Linked DNA regions of Oryctolagus cuniculus: region 1 is linked to region 2. A link is a contact called in public Micro-C data. All regions are on one chromosome and are shown on one strand. The core of a region is the stretch at or near the end of the contact, and the rest is flanking DNA. Distances in the headings are between cores, read along the strand shown.

Evidence for each region. A called contact is a pair of places that touch in the nucleus more often than the background predicts.
Region 1: a contact with region 2 is called in a Micro-C map of ear pinna, with 3 times the contacts expected there. The contact joins two enhancer-like sites. A contact is called at or near these places in 2 of 6 Hi-C or Micro-C datasets (ear pinna and an unstated tissue).

The regions. Positions count from the first base shown.
Region 1 is chr10:29,317,536-29,320,235 of mOryCun1.1, forward strand. No RefSeq gene overlaps it. Among named protein-coding and RNA genes, the nearest start is that of CTIF, 24 kb to the left of the region's middle. Within about 2 kb of position 1,301, at least 1 of the 8 cell types and tissues checked has an H3K27ac peak or open chromatin away from gene starts, as enhancers often do.
Region 2 is chr10:29,228,410-29,231,109 of mOryCun1.1, forward strand. All of the region lies in intron 2 of CTIF (cap binding complex dependent translation initiation factor), which reads right to left. Among named protein-coding and RNA genes, the nearest start is that of CTIF, 65 kb to the right of the region's middle. Within about 2 kb of position 1,407, at least 6 of the 8 cell types and tissues checked have an H3K27ac peak or open chromatin away from gene starts, as enhancers often do.

The DNA.
Region 1 (2,700 bases), core at 51-2,550, 89 kb after region 2:
TCCCGCCTTCCAGTGCCCTGACTCACACGCCCCCTCCTGCTCTTGAGTTGGAGGGGGCGGTGTCTCCCCTGCACGCGCCCCGAGGAAGGGGTGCACATCCTTCGCAGTTCCTCTCTTCCCTCCAAAGCTGGAAGAGCTCAGAGCAGCTCAGGCCTGTCCACAATGCAGCGTGGCGTGCACGATCCTCCGGTGCCTCCGAGCCTGCGTGTGTCACACACGTGGGGCAAGGACACAGGACCCTACCTGTGTCCCGGTCTTCACGACCTCTCACGGGAGGGCTGTGTTCGGAGTCAATAGGTCTGGGTGTGAATTCTGCTCCTGCCACCATACAAGGGGCTTGGAAAAGCTCCTGTAGATGATGTACTGTGAAAAAACACCATGCAGGGACTTCAATTGTTTTTGCACCCAAAGAAGCTCATCTTTAATCCCAGTTTTTAGAGTCCCATTGTGCCGGCGCTGCGGCTCACTAGGCTAATCCTCCGCCTGTGGCGCCGGCACACCGGGTTCTAGTCCCGGTCGGGGCGCTGGATTCTGTCCCGGTTGCCCCTCTTCCAGGCCAGCTCTCTGCTGCAGACAGAGAGTGCAGTGGAGGATGGCCCAGGTGCTTGGGCCCTGCACCCGCATGGGAGACCAGGAGAAGCACCTGGCTCCTGGCTTTGGATCAGCGCAGTGCGCCGGCCATAGCGGCCACTTGGGGGGTGAACCAACAGAAAAAGGAAGACCTTTCTCTCTGTCTCTCTCACTGTCTAACTCTGCCTGTAAAAAAAAAATTTAAAAAATAAAGAGTCCCCTCGTGTAACTCCGGGCCTCTTAATTTTCCTGAGCCTGGTTTCCACATTTGCAAAATAGGCATGGCCACAGTCATGAGGACTGAAGGATCCCAGTGACCAAGCTACAGGCTGTGGCCTTAGGCAAGTTACTCACCCTCTCTGTTCTTCTGTACTTATCCCGTGGGTTGTACCGAGGCATGAGTTAATATTGCAGAGTGTGTACAGTATCTTGCGCCGACAAAGCATTTGTTGGTGTTGACTGTTACTAGTGCAAAGGCATGCAGACCTCTCCTCACTCTCATGCGTGCAGGATTTAGCTACAGGGGTCTGGTTCTCCTAAGCCATCCTAGAAAATCAACCCACTGAACCGGGCTTTGAACAGGGTCAAGCAGCCAAGTCGCTGTCATGCAACAGAAAAAAAAAGTAATAGCGCCACCTAGTGGAGCCTTGTAGTAAGTGCAAGGCCGGGCCCAGGGCGGCTGGCTGAGGGCCGGTGGCGGACAGCCGTGGCCCAGGGGGCGCTCATCTGCGCAGCCTTCACAGCGGCCGTCCTGCTCGGGAGCCCGCGGCCGGTGGCGGTGGGAGACACAGGAGTGCACACAGCGCCCTGCCTTTGCGGAGCTCCCACAGGACGCGTGGGCGTTCTTTGCTGTGTGATCCTGGACAAGCCGGTGTGTCTCTGAGCTGCAGTTCCCTGGTTTGCAGAGGGACTTAGTAAATAGTGAGCACGGCTTGCTTTTTGAAAGTTTTATTTATTTGAAAGGCAGAAAGAGACAGACACAGACACAGATCCCTCATCCTCTGGCTTACTCTCCCAATGGGAGCTCAACCCAGGCCTCCCACGTGGGTGGCAGGGACCCAGGAATCTGGGCCATCACCCTATCCGAATGCCAGTTTGAGTCCTGGCTGCCCTGCTTCCGATCTGCCTTCCTGCTGATGCGCCGGGAAAGCAGTGGGCGATGCTTCAAGTGCTGGGAGTCCCTGGCACTCATGTGGAAGACCCGAATGGAGTTCCAGGCCCAGCCTGGCCCAACCCTGGATGTTGGGAGCATCTGGGACGTGAACCACTGCATGAGAGAGTTCTCTCGTGCTCCCTCCTGCTCTGCTTTTCCAATCTAAAAAAAATTAATAAGCTCAAAAAAGAACGTGTATGGCGACATAGGCATAGATTTGCTGCAAACAGCAGGCCGTTGTGTAAGTGGGACTTGAGCTTTTGTGGATTCGGACATCCGAGACGGGGCTGCAACCCTCCGTGGCCGCCCCCGTGGAAAGGGACCCGCTGTGCGGACTTTGGTGTCTCTCCTTCGTGGGCATCATTTCCGTTACCGCCTAGGATATGTCTTCCCGGACAACACATGGCAGAGTTGCGGATTTGAGAGCTCCATGTAAATGTATCATACAGTGTGTATCTGTCCTTGACTGCCTGGGAGCCATGACTACATGCCACAGACAGGGCAGCTTAAACAACAGACACTTAGCTTCCTCCCAGTTCTGCAGGCCGGAAGTCTCGGGTCACGGTGCCACCAAGGTCGCTGCCCTCAGAGCACTGGTCCCTAGGTCTGTAGGCAGCCGCAGTCCCCACTCCCCATGCTCGAACCACCTCCCTTTCTGCCTGTTCAGAAAGAGCAAGCGCCAGCCCTCTGGCGTCTCTTCCTGTAGGTCTCTAAGCCGTCAGCAAGCTCCCACACTCAAGACCTCCTCTCGCTGTAAGCACCTCCCGCAGGCCCTGCCTCCAATACCACCGCATTCAGAGCGAGAGTGTCAACGTGTTCATCCGGAGGGGACGGGGACACAAACATGGGGCCCATTGCATCCCGTCCTGCCCCCACCTCCTGTCCTGCCTCAGTGTAAAAAGCACATTAACGCTTTCTCCCTGGTCCCCAGGGTCTTAGCTTGTTCCAGCATCAGCTCCCGGGTCTGAAGTCCAACG
Region 2 (2,700 bases), core at 157-2,656:
TGGGAGTGACAGCACTCCCTGCCGGTGCTTACTCCTCTCTGCACTTGACTTCTTACCTCCACTCTTTGCCTCCCATAGGAGGGAGATGCTAGGGAGAGTTACATCAGCCCTACTCCCTGGGGGGTGTGGTGCCTGGCAGCTGGAGGCCTCCTGACCTTGACGTGCTGGAATCTAGGCGGACTTCAGCAAGGGGGAGACCCGCCAAGAAGGCAGCAGCAGGAATCCAGAGGGCGGGGAACACGGGATCATGTGTACCATCAGTCTCCACATCTGTCGAGTGAGGCTGATGGCACAGGCCCCGCCCACCCCCCCAGGGCTGCAGCCAGGACTGGGGGAGGCAGTGAGCACTGCCACTGTGCCCCTGTGAGTGGCACTGGGGTCACAGTGCCACTGTGCCAGGCTCTTCAGTCCTGCTTCAATCTGAAAGTCAGATTCCATCTCAGACCTGGGGAAACCTGAGACCCCACAGCAGGTAAGGGCATGTCCCGGACATGGGGCCACAGAACCTGCTGTCACAGTGCTGACCCCTGTCCGTGGGTCCTGCTCAGATCCAGACCTGGTTGTCCCACACCAGTGGGCGGGCCCCGTCTGGGGCAGCAGGCACCACACCCAAGGGCAGCCCACCCCACCCAGCCAAGAGACCAGAAGGTGGCATGGCCAGATGACTCTGCCTGGAGGGGTGAGGGTAATGAGCGAGGCCATGGCAACAGTTCCTGAGCAGGTTTGGCAGGTCAGCATGGATGAGGGAGGCAGGACAGGCACCAGACAGGAGCTGGGATACTCTGAGCTCATGAGGACAGAGAGCAGGCACTGGGGACTTCCCCACATCCAGGGTCTACCTACTTCCACCCCTGCACACCTCACAGCATGCCCTACTGTGTCTGATCCCAAGTCTCACTCTGTGGCTATCGTCCATGCTAACCTGGACATCTGACGGCCACACTATGGTATTAAACAACTAACGTGAGCAGGAGTCAAAGCACAGGGCAGAGGGTCTGATGGGAACTGGAAGGCAGCACAGAGAGGGTGGCATGAGCACATGTGAACTTGATGTCTGTCGGCTCCACTGCGGGTGCTGACAGGGGTGCTTGTCCCTGGACCAGACCCAGCCTGACGGGCGCAGGGCCTCCCAGGCAGCACGGTCCCAGGGAAGAGCAAAGCACTTGACATCCAGAAACCCAATTCCAGCAGCTCTGCCCCTAACAGTGTGACCTTGAGCAAGTCCCCTTTTGGGGTCACCTGTGTTCCATCTGTGTGAGAGGGGACATTGAGTTACTTCACCTCAAAGGCCCTTCCCAGTCCTGATCCTAATTCTGAGACGTATGCTCCCTCCTCTGCCTGCCCCTGGTCATAGCACTGGCAGGGAAGAGCTCCGGCTGCTCGGGACAGGCCCAGGAGTCCCAGCTATGCTGCCCGGCAGGCCACGCGGCGCTGGCTCAGGGCCAGCACTCCACCCTTTCTGGCATCCACCGTGGCCTCGGAGCAGCAGCTGGGGCTGGATTCCAGACTAAATATGGAGCCCCAGAGCCAGCCTTCCCCCCACCTGCAGGCCCAGGCTCCCAAACCTCAGTAGCAATGGCCTCTCGCGGGGCGGCCCTGCAGCCCGCCCAAAATGCTGATACGAAAAGTCTGCACGCGGCCAAAGGCCAGGTGGCGGTCAGGAGGCCAGAGCGACAATGGACTTCCAGAGCAATCAGAAATGAAACGGCAGCGTGAGGCACGGGCCTCTGTAGGGACACAGAGCCAGCCTGGCCGTTTAATAAAACAGAGAGGAGAGGAAAACGGAAGCGCCTGTGAACGGCCAAGCCTCTTTCCAAAAGGGAAACAGTGACAAAAAGCTAGAAAGTGAAAATGACGCGTCTGTGAGCCGCGGTGAATACCTGTCTTAGCAGAAGGCCTGGGGGCTGCGGTCCTCGTCCTCACACACAGACACCGCCCAGGACCCGCCAGGTGTCTACGGCAGGTGCAGGTGTCATGAGTACTGCCCTGAGAGCGTCCAACCTGACACACCAGACAGAACCACACCCCAAGGGGAGCCAGCGCGGGCCACACCTCCAAGTCCTAGAAGCAGGTGCCATCCACGGTCCTGCTGTGAGGTCAACGGTGTCCTCCCTCTCACCCCCAAAATCAGCTGCAGCCCTGGGCCCCAGGCACCCTGAGAGTGTGGCCTTCATTGGAAACCAGGCCTGAACAGATGGAGACAGGAGAGGATGCAGCCATGCTGGATCAGGGGAGGCCCTAGCCCAGTGAGTGATGCCCTCAGTCATGGAAGACACAAGCACAGACACACACCCATGGAGACAGCTGTGTGAAGACGGAGGCTGGGAACAGCGACGTGTCTGCCGCCCGGGAGCACTGGCGATGGCTGGCAGCTAAGAGAGAGCCTGGAGCAGACCTTCCCCAACAGCACCAGAGCAACCGACTCTGCAGATGGTGTCACCCCGGACTTGAAGCTGCCAGGACCGACTACTGTTACAAGTCACTTGGGCTGTGATCATCTGTGTCTACAGCCTAGGAAATGTTCACAACCACGACAGGCCCCACTACAGACCCCCAGCAGTGCAACCCTGAACTTGCTCCTTCCCTGGGGCCTTGTTTGTCTTTGCTATAAAATTTTCAAAGTTGGGCCAGAAGCCCCCTTCCAGCTTTGACTCCAAGCCAAGGTTCTTACATTGACTAAGACTCTGGAGGAGGCTGGGA